Regions from separate parts of the Arabidopsis thaliana genome. Here region 1 is linked to region 2. Evidence: chromatin contacts called from public capture Hi-C data. All regions are on one chromosome and are shown on one strand. Each heading gives the region's core, a stretch centred on a gene start, on an enhancer-like site or on the middle of the called end of the contact. The rest is flanking DNA. Distances are from core to core; before and after follow the strand shown.

Region 1 (2,913 bases), core at 19-2,518, 48 kb after region 2:
ATCAGAGCTCTCATCTGGAGTAGGAACAACATCTAGTTCTTCCTGTGTAACTTCCAGTTCTGTATCTCGTTCCACTTGAAGTAACTGCGACATCTGGCTGGTGAACTCATCAATCCTTTCCTGTATAGCCTTCACCTTCTCTGAGTCCATCCCCAAAACTCCTTGAACAGGCTTAGCTTGAGCAGCTTTGCGAGCAACCTCCCGATGCTGAGCTATACAACATCACACAAGGCAAAAAGTTCAACTTCAGCCAAACTATAAACCAATAAGAACTTAGACTCGAAGAATTCAAACCTGAATTTGCAATCTCCTTGAGCAGCTTCCAAGACTCAGACTCCTTCCAACTCTCCATTATATTCTTCCGCTCCAGGTCTTGAAGAACATCACGCAACTCTCTCTGGAAATGATCGAACAAGGTAGGATAATGAGTACAAGCCTTCAAACAAATGACTTCAGAACCTAATGGCATGGGAATAGCATTGAGATACGGTTGAGCTTGAATCACAAACGTCAAACCAGATCCGACGTTCTGCCTCAACTCCGAAAACTCCCCCTGAACCTCCGCAGTTGCAAAATCCGAAGCCATCGCTTTCATCGCCTGACTAATCCACTTCACTACGTTCCTCCCTAAATCTCTCCGCCCTAATGGATCACCATTTTGATTCAAAGCTCGAAGACTCAATTCTTTATCGTTCTTCGGTTCCTCAACAACACTTAAACTCTCAGATTCAGTATTATCGTTCCTCTTCTCAATTTTCTTAAACCTAAGTTTATCGGAAACGTTACTTTTCCTTCGTGGCTTCTTCTTAGTAACACTGGAGCCGCCATTAACGCCGCTGCAAAAGACCTTCCGCGTCGGGAAAACACGAACTCCGACAACACAAACGTAGTTTAACGGCGGTCGAGTGAACGTGAACGCCGCCGTCGCCGTAGTAGTCGACGGAATCCGAATACTTCTACACAAAAAACTTGAAGCTGCTTCCATCAGATTTTTCCCAGCGATTCAACACAAAAGGAAACTTCAGATTCCCGAGAAAACGCAAGCTAGAAAGTGGAATCTAGTGACATTTTCTGGGAATCAAAAGGAAAATATACAGAGAAATTGAAAGTCTCGTGTAACTTATTTATATATTGGAGAAAGGTTTTTTCAGATATTTGAGTTTGAGAGACGAATTTAAATCTAAGCCGCAAAATTAAACTTGAGGTTCTCAGAAATATTTTTATTTTTGTTTCATTTTTTGGTGAAACGAATTTTGTTTTTGAGACTTTATGTCACAAACATAGCACAGAGAGAGTCGTGATGAGAGATCGTAGTGGAGAGTTGTGATTGGCTAGTATTGATTCTTTGTGGGCAGGTGACGTGTTTAATTACTGTCCTATCCTTATATTTTTGTTTGTTGACTTATACCCCTGTATTTTTAGATTCTTCTTTGGAGACCCTTTAAGTTGGATTTTAGAATTGATCGAATGGATCGGTAGAATGCATCCAACTGATCTGTGGATTTTACAAGCTACATCATTCATATAGCACATTTGAAATACTACACGAAATTTTTTCGACCTTAATTTTGAACTAATTAAGATTATTTTTATTTAAAATCTCACAAAAATTTAGTTTAAAAAAAACAATCGTTCCATCATTCTCTATCTTCTATCTCCTCTAAAAAAACAGATCTATGAGTTTAGTTTTCGCCGTTTTTGCATTAAAGTCTTTTCATTGTCGATAGTTGGGTTGGTGGACGAAGATAAACGCTTTTCTTCTCCGATCATATGATGAGACGAGGTAGATGATGATATTTCTAAAGCAATAATGTTTATGCTCAAATGAATTTATTAAGAGAAATATAAACCGGAAATTAGATAGTTCATTAAGAGTTTATTATTCAAATAAACTTAAAAAGGAAAGATTACTTTGTTGTCACCAAAAACACAATAATTCCATTGATACTTTAATAAAGAGAAAGAGAGTTGTTTTGAGATAACTCTCAAAGTTACAATCAAAGTTCTCATTACATAACTATATATATATGTCTCGAAGTTACAATCAAAATTCTCATTACATGCATAACTATATATATAAGTTATTATCTTGCTAACCCTAGTTACATAGAACATTACATGGCTTTCGGATTACTCATAAGACTATATTTGGCTTCATATTAAACTTCTAATAGTAAATCTATAGTGAGTTGGCGATTTCTTAGCGACTTTGAATACTCATTTTTTTGTTTTTGGTTGATCGAAGACTCTTGTGAAACAATAAAATAGCTATTTTATAGCTCGGCGATTAATGTCTGATGCTTTCACTTGCGGCGAAAGTTGGATTTCAGATAATAAATTCACTTCGTGCAAAGAGGTATGTTTAAATTTAATATAATTGGTAAAACAAAAACAACTGAATCATGTTTGAGTTATAATCTTACAATCGTTACTTAATAGAAAGTAGTTGTTTACTGAAAAGCTTGTCTTCGTTTTAGTACTACAAATTAAATATAGGGGTGTGTGTAACCCACGGAATATTATTATAGTTTTTGAAAAACTGTTTTTCCAAAGATTATTGGTCCTATGTAGAATAATGGGTGAAGCAACATGTGGCAGAGAAGATCACTTGAGAAAGACAACTAAGCGTCTCCCGAAGAAAAGATCCTACTTGTTCATTTTTCCATCACTAAAGAAATTTCTTTTTTGGGTCAAAAAATAAAATTCTTACAAATAATATGTGGAGAAAGAAGTTTCTCATCATAAATTGTCAAGCAAAATAAGCAAATGGTCAAAATTGAGTTTGTTTATCGTCATAAAAATTATGCGAGAAAAGGATGTTGTGGATCAAAATCATCAAACTATTTTATTAGAAAATAATCAAACTTTAGAACACCCTAAAATGCTTGGTTTCATATTTGAAAGAATATTATA
Region 2 (2,700 bases), core at 114-2,613:
GCGAAGATTCAAAATATGAAAACAGCTACGGGACAACCTACAGATATGCTCTATATATTTATTCCAACGAGATGCTCAAATATCGCAAAGGGTCAAAGTTATTCTGCAATTCCAGATAGTTATAGCTAACATGTTTATAAAAATGACAAATAACAATCTAACATTACATGCTATATCTAGAATCTACTATCTACACAAAGAAAAGCGGTTTGCTTTCGTCAAACATGTGAAATATTATAGATAAACGCCAAATGCTATAAATAATCTCATTCTCGAACTAATAAGACCTTCAAATTTCAAGATCATCATACCTAACAATCTATTTTCATTGTAGAAGTAGCTGAAACAAGTTTATGAATAAAACACATCCTAACCTTGCTCAGTACCACAAACTCCTTTAGGCTTCCCAGTAGATCCTGAAGTATACATAAGATAACAAAATTTTCTCTGCCTCTCTTTCTTGCAAGGCCAAACAAAGCTTGAGCAACCAGTTTCCACACTCAATTTCTCATCCATTGAAAACAATAACACAGGGCAAACATTTCTTTCCACAAGCCAATGCGATTCCACAGAAGACAAGCCACAAGCAATAACAAGAGAAATATTTGAAGAGGAAATAAGAGACAAAACCCTTTCTCTTGGCCATGATGGATCTAAAGGTAAAAAAGCTTCTCCACACCTCAAAACAGAGAACACACTGATAACATATTCAACTGATGGTGGCATATATAAAGCCACTACCTTTGGCATATACACAACATCTGAACCAGCCACTGCAATGTCAAAAGGTTAAGACTTTATGAGCTTTTATACTCACAGAACTTAAGAATTTTATAAGAGCTTAAATGGGTAACCTTGAGAATCATCGTTACTGAGGATACGATGGAGACGAGAGGTGAGTGAATCAATGGATGAAGAAAGCTCTGCGAACGTGAAACATTTGTCTCCGTCGTAAACAGGCGGTGCAGCTGATTCCGACCTAATGCTCCTCGCCGTCAAGCCGGAAGCTTGAATCACGGCGATTTGATGAGGGTTTTTGGAGGCTGCATCAACGAATTTATGAGAAATGCAGCAATTCTTCGGCTTGCCTCGGTTTCTTTCACTCATCTGCGCCGCTTTCCGGTGAAAGCTGAGTTTTTTTTTTTTTTTTTTTGAATTCACCGGAAGCTTTGTTCTTATTTTTTTATTCGGTTTAGTTCGGTTTAATTTGGTTTTATGAAAACTCTAGCCAAATTCAAACTGAAATTAGTTTGATTTTGTGTTGTTTAGTTTGGTTGGAGTTAATTCGGTTTGGTTTATTTGGTTTTCGTTCACTATTATTTAGATCTAGAAATCGTAGTTGTTTTACTAAACGTTTATATCGAAAGTTTTATATTGGTGATTAAAGAAAATTAGCACAGTGAAAATGTAAAAAACGTTTGGAGATATGTACAATAAGGGAACAAAAATGAAAGATGACAAGTTTGTTTATATAACTGGTTGAATCATGGTTAAGAATTAGAGATTTAAGATATAAAAAAACTAAGTAAAATTTATTTCTATTAAAAAGAAAATCAAACATGGGTTGACTTTAGAGTTATCATAATGTTTATTTAATTCAATTATTTATAGATTAAAACAGTTTGGGTTAAACCAAACCAAATTAAACTATTCTGTTTGCTTTGGATCAGTTTGAATTTGGTTGTTTTGGATAAGGTTAAATTAAATAATTCAATATCCTTCAGATAAACAAAATTATAGTGACCTTTAAATCCATAAAAAAATTATATTGAGTCAAAAATTTCAATAAATATACACAATTCAAAAAAAATATAATAGTGGAAATGTAGAAATTGAATTTATTACCAAAGGTGAATAATTTTGCCACTTTGGTATTAATATAAAGTGTTCTTTTTTGTCATCCGATATTAATTAAATCTCAAAAAAATCATTTCTGAGGAATGTTGTTTACATATGTGATGTGATGCGGTTGAACACGAATTTTTCGTGTCAAATTATCTATTTTAACATTTGCACTAGAAAAAATTAAAGATAAAGAAAAACTTGTAAATTCATTCTTGTCACTATGCAATTCCTCTAAATACACTGAGAATGTCGGCTATTCGGTTGAGGAAGACACCATCTTGAGCAGTCTGTGAAAAATGTTATATCTTGGTTATCAGTGTTAATTATACACTTCATTGCCCAAAGAAGGGCTTTCACTTATGTATGTAGGAGTTGTTACTTTTTTAAATATTTTGTTATTTTCAATGTGCAAGTGTTTTTTATTTAAATCATTTTCTTTGTATTATGTAATTGGGACTATGAAAAAGGAAATATTTGCATCTTAAGACACTTTATTTAAGATTTCAATCATTTATAACACTTTTCGAAACTGACACACTTTTTCATCTTCTCCCAACCTTTTTCTTATTTAAAATTACCGTCTCGCCCTCGAGTGAAGTTCAGTCGTCCCAACAAAACCAACCCTAACCGGTCCTAGTCACCTTACTCATTTTCCCTTATCCACCATCTCCTGAACATAACCTTCTTGATCCAATTGCCGCGTCCCGTGTAAAATTCATATTCTCTCCCCTCTTATCGGTTATTTCTCTCAAATCCACCGTGGTCCCCCTCCATTTCTGTCCAAAAATGAACGAAATTACTGAAGATCCAAACATAGTTCCCCCACCCCCTACATTAATAGGTAAAGATTTTTAA

Evidence for each region. Capture Hi-C pulls out chosen DNA fragments and counts their contacts.
Region 1: a contact with region 2 is called in a capture Hi-C map of seedling, with 1.6 times the contacts expected there. The contact joins the promoter of AT5G35970 here to the promoter of AT5G35930 in region 2. A contact is called at or near these places in 7 of 26 Hi-C or Micro-C datasets (callus, cotyledon, root and 2 more) and 1 of 3 other capture datasets (seedling).

Annotation. Positions count from the first base shown.
Region 1 is chr5:14,122,094-14,125,006 of TAIR10.1, forward strand. It overlaps AT5G35970 (P-loop containing nucleoside triphosphate hydrolases superfamily protein), which reads right to left and starts at 1,269. Exons shown (of 7, transcript NM_122988.5): 1 at 295-1,269; 2 at 1-212. The coding sequence starts at 985.
Region 2 is chr5:14,073,655-14,076,354 of TAIR10.1, forward strand. It overlaps AT5G35930 (AMP-dependent synthetase and ligase family protein), which reads right to left and starts at 1,364. Exons shown (of 17, transcript NM_001344122.1): 1 at 855-1,364; 2 at 375-773. The coding sequence starts at 1,107.